Regions from separate parts of the Zea mays genome. Here region 1 is linked to region 2. A link is a contact called in public Hi-C data. All regions are on one chromosome and are shown on one strand. Each heading gives the region's core, a stretch centred on a gene start, on an enhancer-like site or on the middle of the called end of the contact. The rest is flanking DNA. Distances are from core to core; before and after follow the strand shown.

What was found. A called contact is a pair of places that touch in the nucleus more often than the background predicts.
Region 1: a contact with region 2 is called in a Hi-C map of leaf, with 7 times the contacts expected there. The contact joins the promoter of LOC606465 here to the promoter of LOC100276571 in region 2. A contact is called at or near these places in 2 of 25 Hi-C or Micro-C datasets (ear and leaf).

The regions. Positions count from the first base shown.
Region 1 is chr1:289,219,935-289,226,954 of Zm-B73-REFERENCE-NAM-5.0, forward strand. LOC606465 (wound and phytochrome signaling involved receptor like kinase) reads right to left here and starts at 4,978. Exons shown (of 4, transcript NM_001112325.1): 1 at 3,240-4,978; 2 at 2,483-2,611; 3 at 1,836-1,858; 4 at 922-1,699. The coding sequence starts at 4,852. The coding sequence ends at 1,092. TRNAQ-CUG (transfer RNA glutamine (anticodon CUG)) reads left to right here and starts at 79; the gene lies at 79-150. It overlaps LOC111590573 (a long non-coding RNA gene), which reads right to left. Exons shown (of 2, transcript XR_002749706.2): 2 at 6,613-6,921.
Region 2 is chr1:288,684,562-288,691,235 of Zm-B73-REFERENCE-NAM-5.0, forward strand. It overlaps LOC100276571, which reads left to right and starts at 4,935. Exons shown (of 2, transcript XM_008667278.4): 1 at 4,935-5,452; 2 at 5,626-6,431. The coding sequence starts at 5,700. The coding sequence ends at 6,152. LOC100274770 (Cytochrome c oxidase subunit 6a mitochondrial) reads left to right here and starts at 885. Exons shown (of 4, transcript NM_001149056.2): 1 at 885-1,025; 2 at 1,138-1,244; 3 at 1,324-1,366; 4 at 3,167-3,551. The coding sequence starts at 929. The coding sequence ends at 3,204.

The DNA of each region.
Region 1 (7,020 bases), core at 3,728-6,227, 540 kb after region 2:
GCTTGGGAATCGGGATGCAATCGACTAAAGGTAGTATTATATTTAAATAATATGAGTTTGCGCTTTTTCACAACAAATGGTCCCATGGTCTAGTGGTTAGGACATTGGACTCTGAATCCAGTAACCCGAGTTCAAATCTCGGTGGGACCTCATTTTTTGTATTTTGTTCCCTCTCATCCACAATTTTTTTTACCATTACGAAGGAATATAAAACGGTGCTGCTCCTGATGTGGGTCTGCAACAAAGTTTTTTTAGACATTTGCAAACAAAATTGTTTTTCAGACATCTTCAAACAAAATTGAGTTTGCGAGGCTTAACTTCCCGTGCTCGGGCTCGAGTCTGACTGTCCCACCAGAGCCTGAAGGCAAAACGAGTCACCGATGTCCTGGACCAGCTGATCCAGCGTCGGGTTAAACCCAACTCCAATTCCGCGCGGATTTACGTCAGAAAAAACCCAACTCCAATTCCGCGCGGATTTACGTCAGAAATAATTGAAGTCAACCTCCCGTAACTGGTGCTGCCTCGCGGAGGGGGCGGGCAGTGCTGTCGCCGATCTCCATAACTGCGTGCCATCCGTCCATGGCACTAGTCTGGTATCACCGATCTCCATAATGTTCAGATTGCTTCTTTTGTCCGTTTTTTCAAACTCAACAGAAGCTACAACAGACCATGGAGGTGCCCTCCATTTCGTCTTCGGTGTTCAAGCTCACCGGATGAAACTGCAGCTGCAGATGAATGCTCTATCACACTCAGTACGCACCAGTGGCCATGCTCAAAAGTTTTCAGCTGCAGAAGTATGATCCCATTCAATCCAACGACCAGAACCACCTCCCGGGTAAGGCTTAAACTGCTCTCCACTACAATTCACTTTGGATCAACCACTAAAATTTCATAACAGTTTTTGAATGGCAAATGGCTCTATCTGAGAACTTTACTGGCTTGCATTTCAAGGATGGCACACCCAGTGCGCCATTTATTCCATTTCAATCGACTGAGATAAACAAGTAAAGAGAAAAGAGGGGAAAAATTTATCTATTCTGTATACACAGCTTTTCACCTAGAGACATCAAAGAGATGCACATCAAGTATCGCTAGCTAGTCTGCGGGTACTCCTTCACAACAACACCTCCTTCAAACTCTATGGGATCCGGAAAATCGTCCCGAGAAGCCCTCTTGAACGAGAACGAGTTCTCTTCGTCCTCGTCACTCCCCTCGGTCCCCTGAGACTTCGCTGTATTTTTCCGAGCAAGTGCTTGCCCCGACGTTGGCATGGCCTCCCAGCTGTGGTACTTGTTTCCATGGAAAGCGAAACGCCAAGAGCCCTGGGATGGGGTACTTCTGAGGTGAGATGGACTGGATTGGAACTCTTCCTGCTCCCGCACCACCCTTAGTGGGTTCTCCAGTGCTTTCAGGATGTATCGAGCGAGTGGACGCCTAGAGGGCTTTGGATTCAGGCATGTCTTCGCGACGATGGACACTGCCCACACTTCCTCTAGATGGTCATCATCCACAACAAGGGTGGGATCCACAATACCTGAGACACCCTCCTTGTCATTTGCGTTGATGTAATCTAATGTTCTTGCTAACCACTCTTCTGAATCTGCGTTGGTTGAGCCACTCGCACCGAAGTTTCCAGTGATTAGCTCTAGTAGAACCTTCCCGAAACAGTAAATGTCGTATGAGCAGCTAGCTGGTGGACCTGTAAAGTGAGAAGCAGATATCATAATGTTACAACACACAGCTTTATTTTGCACACAAGCCCTTTTAGTTGCATGAATGTATATACAGAGATTGCAAATATTGAACTAAATAGAGCTGATGAGTGCTTTACACACCTGGTATGTTCTTGTCAAGGGACCTGCCAGAAAGAAACAAATACTACTGTCAGCAAAGGACCCTTTATGTATTATATAAATAGAACTCAAAGTTGTAGAGTAGGTGTGTTCCTTGGCAGTGCATTTTCTTAGGGGAATAAGATAGGAAAAAGTGCAGGTGTCTAACCAGGGTGAAGTATCAGTACATTATCCTACCATGAACTCTCATAATTTTCACAGATGCCTTAGCAATGTGGTTAAGGGACACAATATTGTAGTTTCCAAGTGTGATATTAAAAAACTGCTTATGAGGTTTCTCCAGATAAGAATTAAGCTAAATTTTTGGTGGGAGGAACTTGTAGCCACACTGGATTCTTGTTAGAAAATGCAGTCGTGGTCTCCATGCTCCAATTCCATGCACCTGATAGCACTATAGCCTTGTAGTTGTGGCCTGTTTTTGCATTGACCCAAAATTACTTGGCCTGCCTTTTTTGTAACGCACTAATGCAGTTGCCAGGTTAATACCATTTAGGTGATCAGCCGTACTAGGGTTTTTTTCCTTTTAAAAGGAGCATGTTCATTAAACCAGTTCTGGGGGCAGGAGTGGTTCTAGACCCATGCAGATCTCAAGCCAAAAAAAAGCATTGAGGATGGTTTAGAAATCTCACTTCGATGATCTTAGAATCCGAGAGAAGAAACTTTGGCTTCCTGCACTTTGTTGAGTGCATATTTCACTCAGACTCCCAAGGCACACTTCAAATTTGTCCTCAAGAAGCACACTGCTGGCTTGGATATCTCTACATTTACAATGAAGACATAAGTAGGAAATAATAATACATGCACTAACAGTTATCAAGATATCAAAAGAACTTCAGTGCCATGACAGAAATGATACTTTCACAAAACAATCAATCTATTTCATTGCCAAAATATGTTAGGATTAATTGTTGACATGGAACCAATGGATCTAAGCTTAAATGCATCAAGGTTTGTTTAATTTCAACTTCGAGATTTGATGTCCTCACATGTAATGATGTAAATGAAGGTTCTATGGAAACCTGCACATGCTATTTTCCTTTAAGCTATGCTTCTTGGATATACATAGTGTGCAAATTGATGCAGGACCACAGGGGACCATGTAGAGGAACCCCCACCAAAATGTGCAACTACTAATTATTTCAAATGTACAAGTACCTTCTGTCACTATCCCACTTGTCACCTCTTGTTGAATTTAATTATTTAATAAATAGCAAGAATCTTTTGAGCTTAGCTACGTGCAATTTCCACTATCTGTTCCATCATGTTAATTTTGAAAGTAGCCATATACTTTATGCAACAATTTATTTTTCGAAACTACCACCATCAACTAACAGCTCATGGAATACATTAGCAAATGATTAAACAAGAGAAGATTTCTTAGCATACCTGTGGACCAACGGAGGATTGCATTCGTCATGAAGGAAGCACAAGGCCTCAGCCACACCTATTGCAATCTTGAGCCTCGTTATCCAATCCAATGAGCGCAACCCCTGTTCAACTTCCACTGACTTCTTGTGCAGTGCGGTTGTGAGGTCACCTTTTGCCATGTACTTATAGACAAGCAATTCCTCTTCATCCTTAGCCAAATGGCCCAGCAATGGAACGATCCTCCCATGGGTATGCTTTGTAAGGAAGCTCAATTCGCCCTGGCACTTCTTCCTGGTCTTCAGATCAATCTTTTTTATGACAACTTGAAAGCCACTCTCCAGGACACCATAGTACATGTCACCGGAGTGCCCATGCTTGACGAGGTTATCATCCCCAAAGCCCCCTGCAGCATGGTGCAACTGCTCATAGGTGAATTCATCTGTGATAATAGGAACGCCCTTTGGTGAACCACTGGCTCTGGGGGATGCCATGGGTGACATTGTGACGGGATTCACACTACTACTTCTCCGCCCAGACCGAATGCCCTCTTCAGTCTGCTCCACTCCTCTCCCTCTCGGTTTCCTTCCTTTTCTTCTCAACAAGCAAAATACCAGAACGCTAAGGCCAAGTGTTACCAGAATTGCAGCACCACCAAGGACCCCGGTCAATACAAACTTCCATTTGCCCCCTCTCTTTTTCGTTGACGGCATCAGCACCTGTGGTGGCTGTGGCTCTGGCAATGGCGATGGTGGCTTGGGGTCCAACGCAAGCCTCACCCCGTTCCTCGTGTAGAAAGCCTCACAATCCCCGCGGGTACGCTGGCTTGCTGCACCAGACAAACAGTTCATCCTGAGATCCACTACACCATCGGTTCCATTCTGAAACCCAGTTCCAAGCACCTGATCGAAGTAATTGTCAGAGACATCAACAACCCAGAACCTCTTCCTGAGGGAGCCAGTGGCATCGCCGACGGCGCCGTACAAGGCATTACCAGAGGCGTTGAACAAGACTCCAGCTCCACCACTGCCAGAGAACGACACGTTCGGCAGCGGGCCGGTGAGATTGTTGGCGGAGAGGTCGAGAACGCGGAGACCAGCGATTGAGAGGAGCGACAGCGGGATAGGGCCGGACAGGTTGTTACCGGAGAGAACAAGGGTGGTGAGGTTCCCGGACATGCCGAGATCGACCGGGAGCTCGCCATTGACGCGTGCGGAGCGGAGGTCAACGACGGCGAGCGACGGCGGCAGGCCGCGGCCGAACCAGGACGGGATCCGGCCGGGGAGCGGGAACCCGGAGGCGTTGAACGCCTGGAGCGCTGCGAGCCGCGGGAGTTGGTCGACGGCGAAGGCCGCGCTCCGGGCGCCCGCGCGGGTGCGGCGGAGCCCGGAGAGGCGGAGCTCCGCGACGCGGCCGGCGCGGCAGACGACGCCCGACCAGAAGGTGCAGGGGTCGGCCCTGTCGGGCCAGTCGCTGGCGCGCACGCCAAGCGACGCGCGCAGGCCGTGGAGCGCCGCGACGTCCTGCCGCGCAAGCGCGCCCTGCGCGGACGCCGCGCCCGCGTGCAGCAGCAGGAGGAGGAGCACGGCGAGGCAGGAGGCACCCGAGCGGCGGCGGCAGCAGCGCGGAAGCATGGGGAGGCGAGCGGTGGCGGGTGAGGGTGAGAGTTAGGCGGAGCGGAGTGGAGCGGTGGGGGTGTGAGCGCGTGCAGCTGGGCGGGGCGTCATGGCGTGGCCATGGCTATGGCAATGGCCAATGGCAATGGCAGCCGAGGTGGTGCGCGCAGGGTGGTCGCTTTTTGGGTGGCCTGCCGCTGCCTGCCTGCCTATTTCGGCCCCCCCTCGCGGTCGTCGCTGGAGGCAGCGAGTTGACCACGGGGAACGCGGGTGCGAGTCTGCGAGACGAGTGGGAGTGGAGGAAGGCCCCGCACTCGCGCAGCGCTAGCGGCGGATGCAGATGCGTGGAGCCGTCGCTCACTTGCGATCCCGTGGCGTGTCGGGCCCCGCGCGGCAGTGGCGACTCCGACTCGAGTGGAGTCTGACTCTGACCCAAACGCGAAGGCTAGTGCTTTGTGTAAAGATGTAGTACTGTGTTATTACTGTACCATGGGTTCGTGCCGCTGACATGTGGGTCGGAGGGCGCGACTGGATAGCCCGTGCCGTGCGTGTATGGAATGTTCTCACATCACCCCCACTTAGAGATGGCAATGGGTACCCGCTACCCGAAACCCGGTGGGTTTTTGCTCTATTAGGGTATAGGTTTGGGTCAATTTCTTTACCCATGGGTTTGTTAATGGGTTCAAATGGAAACCCAACGGGTACGTGGGCATGGGTTTGTTCTTCCACTACCCATACCCGCAAACCCATGGGTTTTTAAAACCCGCCTTAAAATCAACCTTCCTTATAAATATGTCTCATAATATTATTAATTGAATATGTTCTAATTAAAATAAACTTCATGTAACAAATTTTAGGCTAAAATTAGTTATCACTTGTTTCTTTTATGCTAGCTTATTAATGTATTGATTGTCATTTACATGATGAATTATTTTTTATGTTGATGTTATTGGGTATGGGAAACCCGTTGGGTACCCGAAACCCGCATGGGTATGGATTTGGGCAAAATTTTATACCCGTCATGGGTATGGGTTTTTTAGCGGGCGTATTTTTTCTTCGCGGGTATGTGTTTGGGCAAGTAATACCCAGCGGGTTTTTACCCATTGCCATCTCTACCCCCACTATATGTTCGGTGGCTGTCGTTTTCGCATCTCGGAAAGCAAAGGAAACGGAAAGTTACGTGGCCGTCGGTTTCCTGTGCAACAGGGCACAAATGAACAGCGCCGTGCGGGTACAGTACAACGTGCATCATGTGTGGACGTGTGGTGTTAGGATCACTACCTTTTCTTTTCCTTCTTTCCTTTCTTTAGAATAGAGACGGCAAATATATTGATGAAGTGGAAGGGCACCAAATCAACATTTAGTTTTGCACCAAATGTTAAGCCCCTTTTCGGTTGTAGGTGGATTGAAGAAGATTAAGGGTGATTCAAAATTGAATAGGGAGGTATTTAATCTTATCTAGTCCTTCTCAATTCCACCATGCATACAGAGATAGAGAAAGGACACCAATGGAGGGTGCCAGGTAGGGATGAAAACGGTCAGGAACGGTCGGAAAAATACCTCTACTGTTTTCATTTTTCATATTTAACTTGCGGGACGAAAGCGAAAACAGGATATTTCGGTAACGAAAACGAACGGGATAAATACGGGAATCGAAAAACGATACGATCCGGTTGGGTAAACATCGAAATCGGACGGGAACCAGTATTTTTGTTCGGTAAAATCACACAATGAAACCATATTTCAAAACTTAACAACAAATAAAAATTGCAAACACAAGTCTTAATTAAGCATAGATAAAAGCCATGTAAATCCAGAGCACACATAGATTAATGTAGCACATAAGTCTTGGGCTCTTGGCTAACATAAGAAGCCATATAAGTCTACTAGCACACATGACACAATATAAAGTTTAGAACACATATTCATAATCACTTGTTCACATCAAGATCACTTAGCACGCATAGACTATTACAACCAATTCTCATTTGCTCACATCTCTCAACAAACATAAGACACATTGCTCATGGAGAGGAGCCACTTGCTACATCTTCATTATTTTTAGAAAATTCTAGTCCATCTTCATCCTGTTAATGCATAAAAAAAGTCAGTTTTCGATAAATAAATACATATACAACATGAATTAGTATGCAAGTAGTATCAAACAACAACAGCTATGCACCAAC
Region 2 (6,674 bases), core at 3,685-6,184:
TGTTACCTAACTAATAACTACTACATTTGTTCTTGAATATTTATCGTCCGCTAGTTCATTTTTGAAATAATCGACGACAAATAAAAAGAACGAAGGGAGTAACTATTTATCAAATAACGAGCACTGATAATTAAGCCACGAACAGTGCTTTTTACTCGGTGGATATTTTCCCTTCTATAAGAACATCTTTGAATATTGTCCGATTACCTAAGGGATTTCCATTTTCAGGAGAAATTGGTACATTTTTTCGGGGCGTTTGGATCCCTTCATTTTAGAGGAATTGGAATTTACTCAATAAATTAACTTATTTAGTTTGGAATTTGAGATTCCACCACTTTCCAAAGTTCAGATATAAGTCTATCTCAAATTCATGGGGCGTAGGATGAGAAATGATTTTGTGCATTAGTATAATTTGTTTATATTCTATAACTTATATAACACTCTTCGTCTCACTCATTTATAATAAAAATATAGTACATAAATATCTCCGACATCTTGCTAATAATAGTATACAAATATATTTTGTATAAAACCGAATTAGCTTAATTGATATATGTATAAATTATTATTATTGGAATAAAATTCAATTCCAATGATCCAAACGGAACATTAGGAAAATAAGAATCCCTTAGAAACCCTAAAAAGAATCTCCTTGGTTGTGAAACATTTTTTTCGACTAGGAACGGGAAAACATTACTCAAGGAAAAAATAAACGTTCTAGTAGGCGGCGAATATTTGTAGGTCAACGCCGTTCAGGTGCTGTCGAATTAGTATAAAGCCCATGGCCCAAAAAACAGCCCAGATTGCTAAGAAAACGGCCCACCAAACCAGCGGATTAAAGAAGGTTGCGAAGGCACTAGCCGAAGCCACGCTCCCCGGAACGAACGACGCAGCCCAACCCGTTCCCACCAAACCAGCGGCACCACCCATGGCTTCGGCGGCGGCGAGATCCGGTCTCCGGTCGCTGGCGGTGCGCGCCGGCCCGTTGAGGCGCCGCATGTCCTCCTCCGTCCACGACGACGCCTGTACGTACATCTTGCCGCCTTGGTCGCTTACCCCGTTCCCTTCCTTCTCTTTTTGCGAGACCCGATCGGATCCTGATCTGGGTTCTGGGCCCTTCGCTTTCCGCGTTCGCAGATGAGACGGCCAAGTGGGAGAAGATCACCTACGCCGGGATCGTGACCTGCACCCTCCTGGCGGCGTACAACCTGTCCAAGGGCCACCCCCACTTCGATGAGCCGCCGGTCAGATCTCACTCTTGAGTTCTCGGAATATCTGATTAGATTTGGCCTGAGTCTAAAATGTTTTTTGTTGTTGTTGCAGGCGTACCCCTATCTGCACATCCGCAACAAGGAGTTCCCATGGGGTATGGACTGTATACCTCATCAATTCGATTTGGCTGCTTGTTTGATTTTATGTTATTTGCTCCGTTCCCTTTTGTTGAAAGAAATGCGTCAGGATTAATACTTGCTTTGGTGATATGCCATCGGATTAATCTGTAATACTTTGTGTACTAGAGGCCTCTGTATGACATTATAGCCTAGTATTTAGTTGACAGAGTTCTCTATTTGCGTATAGGATTATCGTCTTGGTTAACTAATTGTATGCATCTGTCTGATAGCTCTACAAATAATATTAAGGGTGCACATTGGTATCTTATATTTTTCCCTTATTCTTGGTTGTTTTGTTTTGCACAAATATTGAAACACCAGGTGAGCATGCTATGGGATTGTTATCTTTATCTGTTAATAATTGTTCTAGCCAGGAACTATCTAGGGAATAGATACTCTGATGGAATGCCTCATTAGTTTATCCTGTGTGACACTGCAAGAGGTTGTCTTGTCATGTATGACCGTATACTAAAATGGGTTTGCATCGTCTCAAGAAAGGGACAACGATGTGTTAGCCTTGAACATCGAGCAAGTTTCTACAGTATTAGTTAGGGCTGTTCGCCAACTTCTCCCTAGTTACACTGGGTAGACTGTTGAATTCGGTGGGTCTGGAAACCCCTGTCACCAGTCCAGGTTTGAAGGCTGGCTCAAACCTAAGGGCAAACTGAGGGGGATGTCTCTCCCCCCTGGCCAAGTCTTTTATTATTATTATTATTATTATTATTATTATTATTATTATTATTATTATTATTATTATTATTATTATTATTATTATTATTATTATTATTATTATTATTATTATTATTATTGTCGGCTGTTCAATAATTTTTAGAATTCATTTAATGTTTCACACGACCCACATTGCTTTGGAATATTAGTTGAACTCGATTGCCCTGCATCATGACCAAACTGATTTGTGATTGAATAGCATAGTAGTGTGGTTATTTTGCGAAGATCAGCATTTGCTTGCTTGTTATCCACTTATCTGTGATCATTTACTCTGTTGAGTTACCACTGCATTCAACACCTTACAAAAGATAACAGTTGATCTAATCCCCAGCCTGGTCAGTGTTCGGAATTGAGACATTCAAACATGATGCCAAGTGTGTCTTTCTGTCTTTCTTTTCACCCTTATTTCACAAACTCCAAAAATACCTTGAAAAGAATGTTTTTGTGTCTTCATTGTAATCTGGTTCAATGTGTCTTACCTCGGTCCCAAAAAACATGCAATTCTAGGTATGGGCATAGCCAACTAACATAAGTTTGACTGAGTTTATGGAAAATAGTATCAACGTTTTGAGACTACAAATAGGTATACGAAAATATAGTTCATGGCAAATCTAGTGAAGCTTATCTAGTATGAATTTAGTCAAACTTAGAATTGCATCTTTTTTTGGAACTGAGTAGTCAGTACTCAGTAGTATGCCAAAGATGGCATTCACTCCAAACTGTTTTTCATCATTGTTCAATAAGTGCTGCAGCTCTTTCCTGTATATATTAATAGGAAAATGCCTTTTAGAATCCAGAGAGTTCTTTTGTATCATCTAAGTTAGGTGCAAACGGTAAACATTATTGAAGCCGTTCGCTCAGAGCTTGCGGCGGCTGCTGCTGTAGCAGATGGACTTTTTTTTCTCTCTCAGTGAAACACTGGAGTATGCAGCAGCAGCAACCTTTTCTTGCTGCCGAACAGCTCCATTTGTGATTTCAGACTTCAGGCTATCGATTATGAATTTTGCTTTTCCATTTCTGATACATCATACAATTGTGTAATGCAGGCCCTGATGGCTTGTTTGAGACGAAGGACCACCACTGAGCCCTGATTAGCACACATTCAGGAGCTGGTGCATGCTTAAAAGAGTTATATGGTTGTTTCAGTGATTTTCCTTTTCCCTTGAGACCTATTTGCTGCAACAAGAAATAAGAATGACCAAACTCTTGTATTGACAGTGAGGTTTTAACTGTGTTAGCTGTTACCGTCTTGTCTTCTTTTCTTTGCCGTCCACGTCAAATATGGTCACCTGTAAGTTGATCTTGCCCGGTGTCAGGAAACGGCATCACAATTATCAAAAGCTGTTATCATATTCTGATGGCTTAAGATTGCACCCTGTGCTCGTGATGATTTCCCGTATCAACTATCATTCTATCAAGGCAGAACGTAATGGTTTGTTTTGTTTATTTTCCAGTAAACATGTAGGTTGGACAAGGTAATATTTTAATGTTCTCTATTGCTAGTGTTTGTGAATCCCAGCTTTCGGTTTCTAGCTGTGTAGCAACGGATCAGAAATTGTGATCAACTGTAGTTTCAGGGAAAGAGAGACCTCATCGTTCATCTGCAAACTCTCTATTGCTGCACTAGGAAAACAATGCTTCGGGCAGTAGCATCCCCCATTTTGGTGATAGGATCATAGGACATCTGACCCCCAAAAATAAAAACACGAGTCAAAATGCCCTGTGTACAAGGTAGTGATAAATCAATATGCATGGAGAACTAGAGTTCTCCCTGCCCCGGGTAACATCGTGCATTCTCAGCTCGAGATGCGTTCTTTTTTATCAGAAGGTTCCTGCCTTCTGGGTCTTGTTAGCAGGCTTCTCTGCTCCAGGTGCCCCTGCAGCGAAACTGTTGGCAAGCAACTCACCAGCTGATCCTGTGCCACGCAACAACGCCGTACCGACGACAGATGAATCGTTTTTGGCAGAAGCAGTCAGAGTCAGGGCAGCGCCATCTGCAGCACCGCCAGTCGCTTCGGACAGTAGAACGGCAGCACCATCCAGCACAGTGCCGGTGCCGTTCACTGTAGCAACACCGCTTATGTTCAGTCCATTCTGATGAGTTCCTCCATGCACGGCCTTCGGATCGTCGTCGCGTCTAGAGATGGCAATGGGTACCCGAAACCCGATGGGTTTTTACCCCATTAGGGTACGGGTTTGAGTCAATTTTCATACCCATGGGTTTGTTAATGGGCATAAATCTATACCCGGCGGGTTTATGGGTACGGGTTTGTTCCTATAGTACCCAAACCCGTGAACCCGTGGGTTTTTTAAACCCGACCAAACCTAGTGCATATTGTCATTTTATTTTATAAACGACCAACAAACTTGTTATTCCTTATTTACTTCATAATTTTTATCAATTGGTGAATGCATCAATAGTCGGTGAGAGTGTTGCTTGCTTGCTATTATAATTTTTACTAGCGTTATATATGTGGTGGATGGATAACTTAGTGCAAGGTCACTTAATTATACAACTTATTATTTGTATTTCATTCTCTCTACTAATAATTTTTATACCAAATCATGAACTCGTTGTTCATTACATAGATTTTGGATCATGATCTCATTAATCATTACGATACTTATTGATTATGAGAAGAACAAGTATATTGGAGATGAAACCCGCGGGTAACCCATGGGTACCCGCTAACCCGACGGGTACGGGTTTGGGCAAAATCTCAAACCCGTTATGGGTACGGGTTTTTTAACGGGCATGGATATTTTTCACGGGTACGGGTTTGGGACGGCAAAACCCAGCGGGTTTGTACCCGTTGCCATCTCTACACGCAACACGTTCTCCTTTCGAGCTCTAGGCTTCCAGCTTTTGGAGATCCGGTGACTTGCTTGTTTCGATCCGCTGCGCTCATGGTCATCGATCCGGTGGCTGACGGTTCAGACATCGGTAGCTCTCTGCCTCTCTCTCTCTCTCTCCCTCCGTCTCATGTGTTTACTCTGACTGCCTGGGCTTCATGCCTTCATCACAGTAGCAGTATTATATAGCCACTCGCTCCGTTCCAAATCATCGAAGACTCAAAGCAAAGCATGCCAAATCTAATTGAATCAAATTTATAACGGAGGAAGTAGCTCCGTACGTGCCTTCTCTGGTCGGCATGCATTCATGGTGTCTTGCTGGTCTTCGTCCTCTCCCAAACCGAGACAGGGCGCACAGAGTCAGTAAAGGCCTGGAGCATCAACTCGTGAAGCAGGCGGTTGGTTCCACTCCAGTTTCTCTCGGTCGCAGTGACTTTGCCAGGAAGCCAAGCTTTCCAGCGCTTCTTCCTTCCTCTTCGGTAACTTTTCTCCAAGAACATAGCCATAAGCGCCGTGTCTTTGTTACTCCTGTATTACGCTGGGCAGCATTGAGCATGCAACAGTTTCTTTGGAGTGAAGTGCATATACAGTTCACCGTCAGGTCACTTGCTGCTCTTATTTTTTTTTCCCCTTCGCATGGTACTTGATGAAGCCAGGGAGGAGTACAGAGCCAGCACCTGAAGTGATCCTCATCCACCGAACGAAAGGAAACGAGCCGAGCCCACCATGCTGAGGCAACTGTCAAGCAGGAGCCATAGAAGCAAGAAGCTCCGGGCAAGCCACGGTTTCCAGGCCTTCCTGCTGGTCGCCGTCGCCGTCTGGATCGTGTACCAGCTCACGCATCCGTTCGGCGAGCGACGGCGGCACGTGGCCGTGGAGGAGACCAGCGGCAGCAGCAACGACGACGACGCCGAGCCGGCGCGGCGCCGGCTGGGCAGGATGCGCTTCGTCCGCTTCCCGGGCCACGCGTCCGTCGATGACAATGACATTGCTGCTGGGGCCAGGAGCTGGAGCGGCGGCTCGTCGGATGATGATTTGAGCGGCAAGGCTGGCGACGCCGAAGGCGGCGATGAGGGACCGGAGGCCGATGGAGATGACGCGGACGATGGACTTGCCGTTGCCGCTGATGAAGAGGATGATGGCATGGATTTCCAGTCACGAGACGGCAGACGCGACTAGAAATGGCAACGGGTACAAACCCGCTGGGTTTTGCCGTCCCAAACCCGTACCCGTGAAAAATATCCATGCCCGTTAAAAAACCCGTACCCATGACGGGTTTGAGATTTTGCCCAAACCCGTACCCGTCGGGTTAGCGGGTACCCATGGGTTACCCGCGGGTTTCATCTCCAATATACTTGTTCTTCTCATAATCAATAAGTATCGTAATGATTAATGAGATCATGATCCAAAATCTATGTAATGAACAACGAGTTCATGATTTGGTATAAAAATTATTAGTAGAGAGAATGAAATACAAATAATAAGTTGTATAATTAAGTGACCTTGCACTAAGTTATCCATCCACCACATATATAACGCTAGTAAAAATTATAATAGCAAGCAAGCAACACTCTCACCGACTATTGATGCATTCACCAATTGATAAAAATTATGAAGTAAATAAGGAATAACAAGTTTGTTGGTCGTTTATAAAATAAAATGACAATATGCACTAGGTTTGGTCGGGTTTAAAAAACCCAC